2 separate regions of the Mus musculus genome follow, and region 2 is linked to region 1. Evidence: chromatin contacts called from public HiChIP or PLAC-seq data. All regions are on one chromosome and are shown on one strand. The core of a region is the stretch at or near the end of the contact, and the rest is flanking DNA. Distances in the headings are between cores, read along the strand shown. Region 1 holds the start of Ltbp1 (latent transforming growth factor beta binding protein 1). Region 2 overlaps Ltbp1 (latent transforming growth factor beta binding protein 1).

The links. HiChIP or PLAC-seq counts read pairs in DNA pulled down with a chosen protein or histone mark.
Region 2: an HNF4G HiChIP or PLAC-seq map of pancreatic cancer cells shows a contact between it and region 1. The contact joins the enhancer-like site here to the promoter of Ltbp1 in region 1. A contact is called at or near these places in 4 of 39 promoter capture datasets (3T3-L1-derived adipocytes, the HPC-7 cell line and cranial neural crest), 5 of 484 Hi-C or Micro-C datasets (the HL-1 cell line, embryonic fibroblasts, nephron progenitors and 1 more), 5 of 115 datasets of contacts at active chromatin or transcription factors (embryonic limb bud, fetal liver, heart atrium and 2 more) and 2 of 9 other capture datasets (adipose tissue and pancreatic islet).

The regions. Positions count from the first base shown.
Region 1 is chr17:75,003,526-75,007,595 of GRCm38.p6, reverse strand. Ltbp1 (latent transforming growth factor beta binding protein 1) reads right to left here and starts at 2,067. Exons shown (of 34, transcript NM_019919.4): 1 at 1,235-2,067; 2 at 195-265. The coding sequence starts at 1,710.
Region 2 is chr17:75,107,876-75,111,945 of GRCm38.p6, reverse strand. The region is part of intron 3 of Ltbp1 (latent transforming growth factor beta binding protein 1); the gene reads right to left. Among named protein-coding and RNA genes, the nearest start is that of Ltbp1, 100 kb to the right of the region's middle. Within about 2 kb of position 1,330, at least 84 of the 459 cell types and tissues checked have an H3K27ac peak or open chromatin away from gene starts, as enhancers often do. A contact at or near this core is called in the HL-1 cell line, adipose tissue, embryonic fibroblasts and 1 more, where this site is marked.

The DNA.
Region 1 (4,070 bases), core at 818-3,317:
GGTTATACAGGCTGCAGGTGTACTCTATTTCAGACTTCACCTTCCCAGGGGCAGTGCCTGCCTCTTCAAGAGGCCTCTGTAGAACCTCCCTAACCCAACCTGACCCTCTTCCTCCCACTCCACCCCCCCCCCACACACACACACAGCCCCACCTGGTCCACTGTGCAAGGCCCGCTGTGAGTACAGTGACTTACGTTTGGTGCACCTCTGGGAGCCAGGAGGTTTACTCCACCCGTGGCAGCACTGCCCTCCACAGACGTTGATCCTGAAACAAAGCGAGACCTCTGAGTCCAGCGCAGTGAACTCAAGCTTTCAGAGTGTTCCTGAAAAGCCAATCTCTTGCTTACACATTCCTCTCGATTAGAGAGAGAGCTCCAAAGTGTGCCCAGGATGCTCCACCCAAAGTTGCTCAAGTGGAAGGGTCAGGGACCATTCACCTGGGAAGGATGGAGGAACTAAGGGATGTGCATAAACAAGCATGGAGTCTTAAAATCCAAACAAACAGTTGTCTCTTAAACTCCAAATTAAAACAGAGTCAAATGTATTCTTCATATTCTCTGGGCCCACTTTGCTTCAGAGAGTAGTATCCCCCAGCCCCTCCCCCTCCCCCGTGCTGCCAAAAGAGTGAGATCACCCCGAGAATCCATCCCTGCGGGGGGGGGGGGGGGGCGTATGTCCAAATTAAGTCGCCCCCATCCTAACTTGTGATTAATGGGGTTAAAGCCGTTCAGTGGGGATACTTACCAGCACCGAATAACAAACTTTAATTCCTACTGCTGTTCACGTGGAGTCTCACCCCCAGCCCCTTACCAATTTAGGACCCACAGGTGCCAGGAAACCCAAGTATACAATTTCTGGGATGCTCAAGGAGAGCTGGGTCTTTAGAGCCAGCTTTCACTCACAATCCCTTTTTCATTAGGTAAACCAAAATAAAAAACCGAGTTGCAAGAAGTTTAATTGATGCCTTGGGATTAAGCTGTAGTGACTTCATGTTTACGCCCATAGTCTAGGAGCAGAAGGGTTTGCGCACAGGAGGTTACGCCCCGGGGAAGAAATAAATGCCTTTTGTGTTTCCCCCGCAGCTGGGTAACAATGCACTGAGAGTTAAACACCAGTAAAAAGTGAGCGGGCTTCCCCCGTGCCCACCCCTTCCCGCAGCGCCTCCGGCGGGGAGGAGACGGTTCCCGGGCCTCGGCGGGTCCCGGCGCGCGAGGCAGGCAGAGCGTGGGCTTACCCCTGCAGCTGCTGCTTCTGCTGAACCTGCAGTCTGGAGCCCCCGGCGCTCTGAGCGTCCTGCTGCACTTGGGAGCGCACGACTTGCCTGCCATGTTTGGCGAAGCGAGTGACCGCGGTCTGAGCACCCGCCTTAGAGTGGAGCTGCCGGCTGGGCCCCCCCGGACGCGCGGGCTCGGGTGGCAGCGGAGATCGGAGCCCCGGCAGGGCCGCGCCGCCGGGCTGGCTGGTGCGCCGGGTCCGCTCGGCTGGGGGCCCAGCCAAGGCGCGGCTGGAGGCGGCTGTTGAGCTCCGGCTGTACCTGGCGTCCAGTGCGACGTTGAAGGTCCGCGGGGGCCCAGCCAGAGGCAAGGCTCCGGCCGGCAGTCCCGGGCCCGGGCGCACCACGTACGTGATCCTCCGCACCCGGCCGTGCGCAGACCACGCTAGCAGCCCTGCCCAGAGCAGGAGACCCCACCTGAGCCAGGCTCCCGCCATCGCGGGCAGTCTCCGGCCGCGCGGCTCGTCCTGCCCCGGCGCGCTCCCTCGGTATCCCCAAGGACTCTGCGGAGAGCCCGTGCGCCGCGGGGTGGAGACCAACTGGGTGGCCGCAGGGGAGGGAGCTTTGCGGGCGGCTGAGCGGCAGCGGACCCCAGCCGGGAGTGGAGGCGAGCAGGGGGCGGGAGTTGGGGTGGAGAGGAGGGGAGGGGCGCGAGCTGCTCAAGGTGAGGGTCCCCTGGCTCAGACGAGGTGTCGCCGGGTGCGGCTGGGGTGCTACGGGCGCCAACCCCGCGAGGGTGAGCAAGGACGACCGTGAGCGCTGGACGCTCAGAGGCAGCCCCGGCTGCAAAGTCTTTTAAAAGTTTCTTCTCCCCGGTGGAGCCCTGTGTCAGATCTGAACAGCCAATCTGCAGCAGACGTGACGTCAGGCAGCAAATCCTAATTGGGGAAAGCTCGAGATGAGCCGGAGAATGAGCCGCCACCCTCCGCATCCAGATATTGGGGCTATGGGTCGGGTGGACAGGGATTCCCGCTCCCCAGCGCCAGGAAAAGACAAAGGGCTCAGCAAGGTGAGGGAACGGCCCTTTCCTTCTAGCAGCCGGAAAGGATTCGAGTAATACAGTTTGGAAGCGCAGGCACTTTTACTCGAGTTTGCTCGGATACTGTCTGCAGAAGTTGGATTAAAACACTAGGTCCGGTCCCAGAAAAGGCTATCCGAGGTAGCGTGAGCTGTCCATTGGAAAGTGATTAGCTCTATTAGTCTGAAGGAAGGTTTTCTTTAGGACTGCAACCTCCGGAAGACTTTGTGGTACCCTGCTCCTGACATTGGAGGGTCAAGAATGCGGGATGGGCAGCAGGGGGCGCCCGTGTAGATGAAGAAAATCGCAGAGGCTGCCCTGCCGGTGGTCCTTGCAGTGGAGTGGAATGGAGCATTTAGGAATTTCTCTCTCTCTCTCTCTCTCTCTCTCTCTCTCTCTCTCTCTCTCTCTCTCTCTCGTGCAAAACAGAGTTTGAAGAAAACCAGGAAATGACGTCTTTACTGCTAACATCTGAATTAAGACAATGTCAACAGAATGAATGCTGTTTTTACATGACTGCAATCAAAAGTCCATGATAATAACTGTATATTTTTTAAAACAATTTTTTAAAGGCCCGGGACTGGAGCAATAATTCAGTGGTTAAGTGCACTGGCTGCTCTTTCAGGGGACCTGGATTAGATTCCCAACCATCCAAAATTCCAGTTCCAGGAGGTTTGATGCTCTCTTCTGACATTCAGGCGCCCATACACATATTCAGACAAAGCAGTGACACACATAAAATAAATAAATATTTTTAAGTGAATTAAAAAGGGTCTTTTCCCAGGCTTGGGTTTTCTCACATATTAGTAATTTTGATTGTTCTTTGTTTGAGGGTTTTCCCTGCATCCGCTTAGGACAACTGATAGCAAGTGAGAATAATTTCAGAAATACTGATAGTGGGAAAAATCATTCCAAGCTGAGGACTAATCTAGTCACCTACTTTTCTCTGCACATTACAGAAATACTGGTGAGCGTTTGCTCTGAGGGAAGTGGGCCTGGAGGCCAGCAGCCTGAACACAGGCTTCCAGAAGGAGCACTGTCTGAGAGAGTCACTACCATCAAAGAAATAGCTCTGGTCGCGGGGAGGAGACCAGGGCTCCAGATAAAATGATCACTAATGGCTACAGGCCACGGACACTTCACCTTTCCTCTCAGAAGCTCTGCTTTCTCAACACACACACACACACACACACACAAACTGGGTGAAAAGCCCCTCCCAGCCCTGAACAGGATAACTCCAGTCCAACCTTAGAGCTGGGTTAAAGTGAACCAGATGAAAAGAAGGGTCAAGACACTGTCCCAAGTCTGCAACTTTGAGTTCTAGATGCAAAAGTACAAGGGAACAAATGCCTACCAAATGCCCGCTGTGCAAAAGACCAGCAGATACACAGCATCTTTGTATCTATCTAGAGCTACAAAGTATCCTGGGGCACAAAGCCTTTGTGTAAAGGAAACCTATCTGGTTGAGGAAACAAGATCTAAATAAAGCATTAAAGAAGCTAAGCAGCTGAATTAAGTAATGCTTAGAGAAAAATAACAGAAATCTCACAAGGCACTGCTTGATTTCCATGGTCCTAGAACCTAGTTTAGCCCATAATTCTTTGTCATCTTGTGGACAATTCGTAACAGAGAATGTTTCCTAGCTGCAAGTCAAACCTGCCCCGATGAAGATTCTAGGTGTCATATAGGGATTTTTCTAAGCAGTTGTTGCAGTGGACAGGGAGCAGTGGAAGGAAGCAGGAGGCGAGGCTGAGTGCACTTTGATAAGAGAGGCCATGG
Region 2 (4,070 bases), core at 81-2,580, 110 kb before region 1:
TAGCAACAGAAATGTAATGAATATGTCTGTGTTCTTGGTCCCTCTGGAAGAGGCCAGATAATGTCACCGTTGTCCTTCACTCAGTGAACAAAGAACTAAGTCCTATCTAAAATATGTCAGTGAGCTTAGAAGTACCTTAACTCTCCAGCCTTGGTCCGCCATTGCTTATCTGGTCATCTGTTAAACTTACTCATAAAGGAAGGACGGGTTAGAGGTAACAGTCTTCACCACTGACAATAAGAAAGTTTGAAAGAGACAAAGAGCCCCACCATCAGAGCTCCACCAAGACCTACTGAGGCCCATCGTGAAGATGGGGCCCTAGAATGTGTAGCTAAAGAATAGAAAGTGCACAGGTCTTTCTGATGGCCAGCAAAAGAAAAAGCCACTGCTTTAGTGAATCTTTTCTTCAAGGCTCACACAGTGACACACAGAGGTGAATTTTCTGGCTAATATCTCGGCTGGTAACTAACTTATAGTCTTGACCTAGGATTTAAACAGTCTACAAGACCATTATTATCCCCCGCCCCACCCCATCTGACAGCTCCACAGTCCTCTCTGCTTGGGTTTCCCCAGTGCTGGGCATCAAACAATGAATGAGTGAAATAGCCATGCCTTCAGGAAGCTACCGTCATCCAATTAGAAGTACAGTCCATTGAAACGTTCATCGGCTATAAGAATAAACCAGAGAACGAGCTAGGAGTCCCTGTTCTCATAAATGGGTTGTGGCCTCTAGGCTTCTGGGAAGTTCCTAGCATGGGCTGGCAAGTCTGGGCATTTTTTTTTCTCAGCACAGAACCACCGAGCAGTAAAAGAGTTACCTACTTCAGTGAGTAACTGAACAGGCATGCACAAAGACCTCAGAAGACTTCACGTCAATCCAGCTGTATTTGAAGTGCAGACCTGTGGTCACTGGCCAGGTCACCAGCCACCCACCGCTAACACCAGCTAAGAGGTTTCATCACCCCAACAGGCAAGCTGCCCCAGTTTATTCTACCCTTCGCCCAGGGCCGCAGTCACCTCGCCATGGTCCTATGCGAACCACGATTTACAGATCAACAATAAGCGTTCTCCAGATGGAGGAATGATAAACTATTCCAAAACAAATCTCCAAAGGGGAAGAGGGAAATAAAACAGATTTCTGAGTTTGTTTTTCATGGGCAGCAGGGAAAAAAAATAAATCTACCAAATACCAACACCTCTCCAAAAGGCCTCCTGCCAAGTTCATGATGACTGGTGTTAAAAATGTGAGTTTCCGGTAGAGAGTGTGACACATCCCTGAGTCAAAGGGGAGCCCAGCCCTGGCTCACAGTCTCTGTCAGAACTGGGTGACACTTTCCCTCTAAGGAGTTTAAAATAAGGGCAACAGTGAAGTCAAGGCCATGAGTCATTTTGTTGCCTGCAGCCATGCTCAGATTTCCATCAGAATCAATAGGCCAAACTCACGGCTCTGAATCACAAATGGCGTTTCGGAGAACAGAGACCTGAACTTTGAGCAAGTTAGAAACACTGCACCCACATAATCTTTGTTGATACGCCCAGGAAATGAACACCGCACAAGGAAGCAAAGACCTCGGGCAAACAAAGAGAAGAGAGGAGGGAAGGTGGAGGGCCAAGCCTTAAATTCCCTGTTCTTCCCCATAACTGTTCAGTAAGCAGGAAAGAGATGGATAAGCTGGCAGCTATGGTGAGGGACTTCAGTGTATGAGGCTTTAGCTATCCAGGAGGATAGAATAGGACCGAAAGAGAGGCTGGCTGCTTAGCAACTCCCTTATCCATACTCCAGGTCAAAGAACTAGATGCAACAAAGTATCCGGGAGAGGCAACCAGCAAAAGAAACAGCAGGAGTAGACAAAAGGGGCTTTAAAAAAAAAGCAACAACAGAATAAGGTACTATGTGGGGTCGTGTAAACTATGCAGGCGGTGGATAATTGCAAGCACCAGAGACCACCCCATCCTATACCCTCCCCTTAGGCCAGTGGTTCTCAACTTTCCTAATACAGCTACCCTTTGATACAGTTCCTCATATTGTGGTGACCCCCCCAACCATAAAAGTATTTCGTTGCTACTTCATAACTGCCATTTTGCTACTGTGACGTGTAATGTTAATATCCAATCTGCAGGACATCTGTTGTGATCCCTTTGGGGTTCAAGACTGTTTTGGGGTTGAGAACCTCTGCTGTGAGCCATTGTCACACAGCACTCCAAGCAGCCAACCCAAACTGATTGGGATTGAATTTGAGATTAAATAGACACCAACTGAAACGACATAGGAAACCTGGGTCTACGATTCACTCAGTGTTAAAATGACTTGTGCAAATTAAGGGCTCGTGTCTTGCCCTTCACTTAGGCAAGCCCCTCCACTCTCCAACCCTGCTTCACGGCACTTGCTAGTCCTGAAAGTCTCCTCAGTCTTAAAGCTACAAATTCCAGTTTGACCAGAACCAGGGACAAGTATGAAGTTCTGTTTTTTCTACCCCCTCACAATAATACTTCACACACACACATACACACACACACACACACACACACACACACACACACACACACCCTTGCTCCTTAAAGACTACAAATATTTAACCTTGTAAAATGCAAACAATCACATTCAAACCTTCTCTCCCTCCCTGAACCTCAACCCCTAAGAGGAATTAACCATGGTCCTCATTGGCAAAAAAATGACCCTTGGACTTATATGATCTCCAATACTCACCTAAAGCAAGGCATTGCTAAGAATTCCAATGAAATCACCTCTAGTGCAAATATTCCCACAGAGAGAGGGAATCAGATATATTTGCATGTGCTAGGACTGCAGTGAGCTTTACAGGAAAGAGAAAATTGAAAGAAAAGAGACTTATGTCCCCGTTCTCAGCCTATCAGCCTTCCACGGTTTCAGAATCCTAAATTGTCATTCCAGCCTGTAGCAACGTATAAACGCACGTAAGTGATTCCTGTGTTTATCATTTGAACATAAAAGTCAAATACATAGCTATGAAAAGGAGTCCACAGTTCAATAAAAGAACCATGTGCACAGTTCTAAGTCATCCTGTGGGAGAGAAGCTGAGGAGAATTTCTATCCAGGCCTGAGCTAACATCTAGAAGAACTTGGACCTCTCAGCCTCACAGTGGGAAACATTGTTTCTCTTGCATATCCAAGTTAGATTGCCACCGCAATGTGAATTTGGTTACTGAACACACACACACACACACACACACACACACACACACACACACCTAGAAATGAATGTTTTCTTATATTATCAGTAGTTCTCAACCTGAGTTCAAAAGCCTTTCATAGGGGTTACAAATCAGATATTTACAATTCATAACAGTAGCAAAAAAATCATAGTTATGAAGTAGCAATGAAATATTGTTTTGGTTGGTGGGGTCACCACAACATGAGGAAGTGAATTAAAGGGTCACAACATTAGGAACATTGAGAACCACTGTTTTCTACCCTCCTCAGGGTCTCCTCCTTAGACCCAGGCTTCCTGACCACATGGTCTCAACTCTGAACGAGAAGGTACAGAGTAGATGGTTGCGCTCTGTTTTGGTTGGTATGTTTGCTTCTTTTTGTTTTTTTGTTTTTGTTTTTTTGTTTTTTGTTTTGTTTTGTTTTTTAGCGCTATAGAGTTTCTCCATTTTGCATCTAGATTTTTCCTTTCAACTCTCAGTAGCATAATCACAGCACACCTGATCCAAAAAAGGCATCCCTTTAAGGTGCCCGAAATCAGACCCCAGGGCCCAGTAGAAGTTTCCACCTTCGTCCTTTTGATTTATGTGTCTCATTACCGTAGAAGGCTGCAATCACTCTCTTCTTTCTTCTTGGTTAGTGGCTTCAAAATACTGTACGCTTGATTACCCAAGTACATTAGAACTAATTTAAATCAACATCTTAAGCACCTGCATGCTCAACAAACCAGAAAAGAACCCCCACCCCAATCCAAACTATATTGGTCACATTTTATACTCCATGGGACACAAAGTAGCAAATCCATCAAGGTAACGGAACAGCAAATCCCTTTACAGACAGGGGCTAAATGCACTTCTTAACTGTTCTGCTGCCCAGTGCTGCA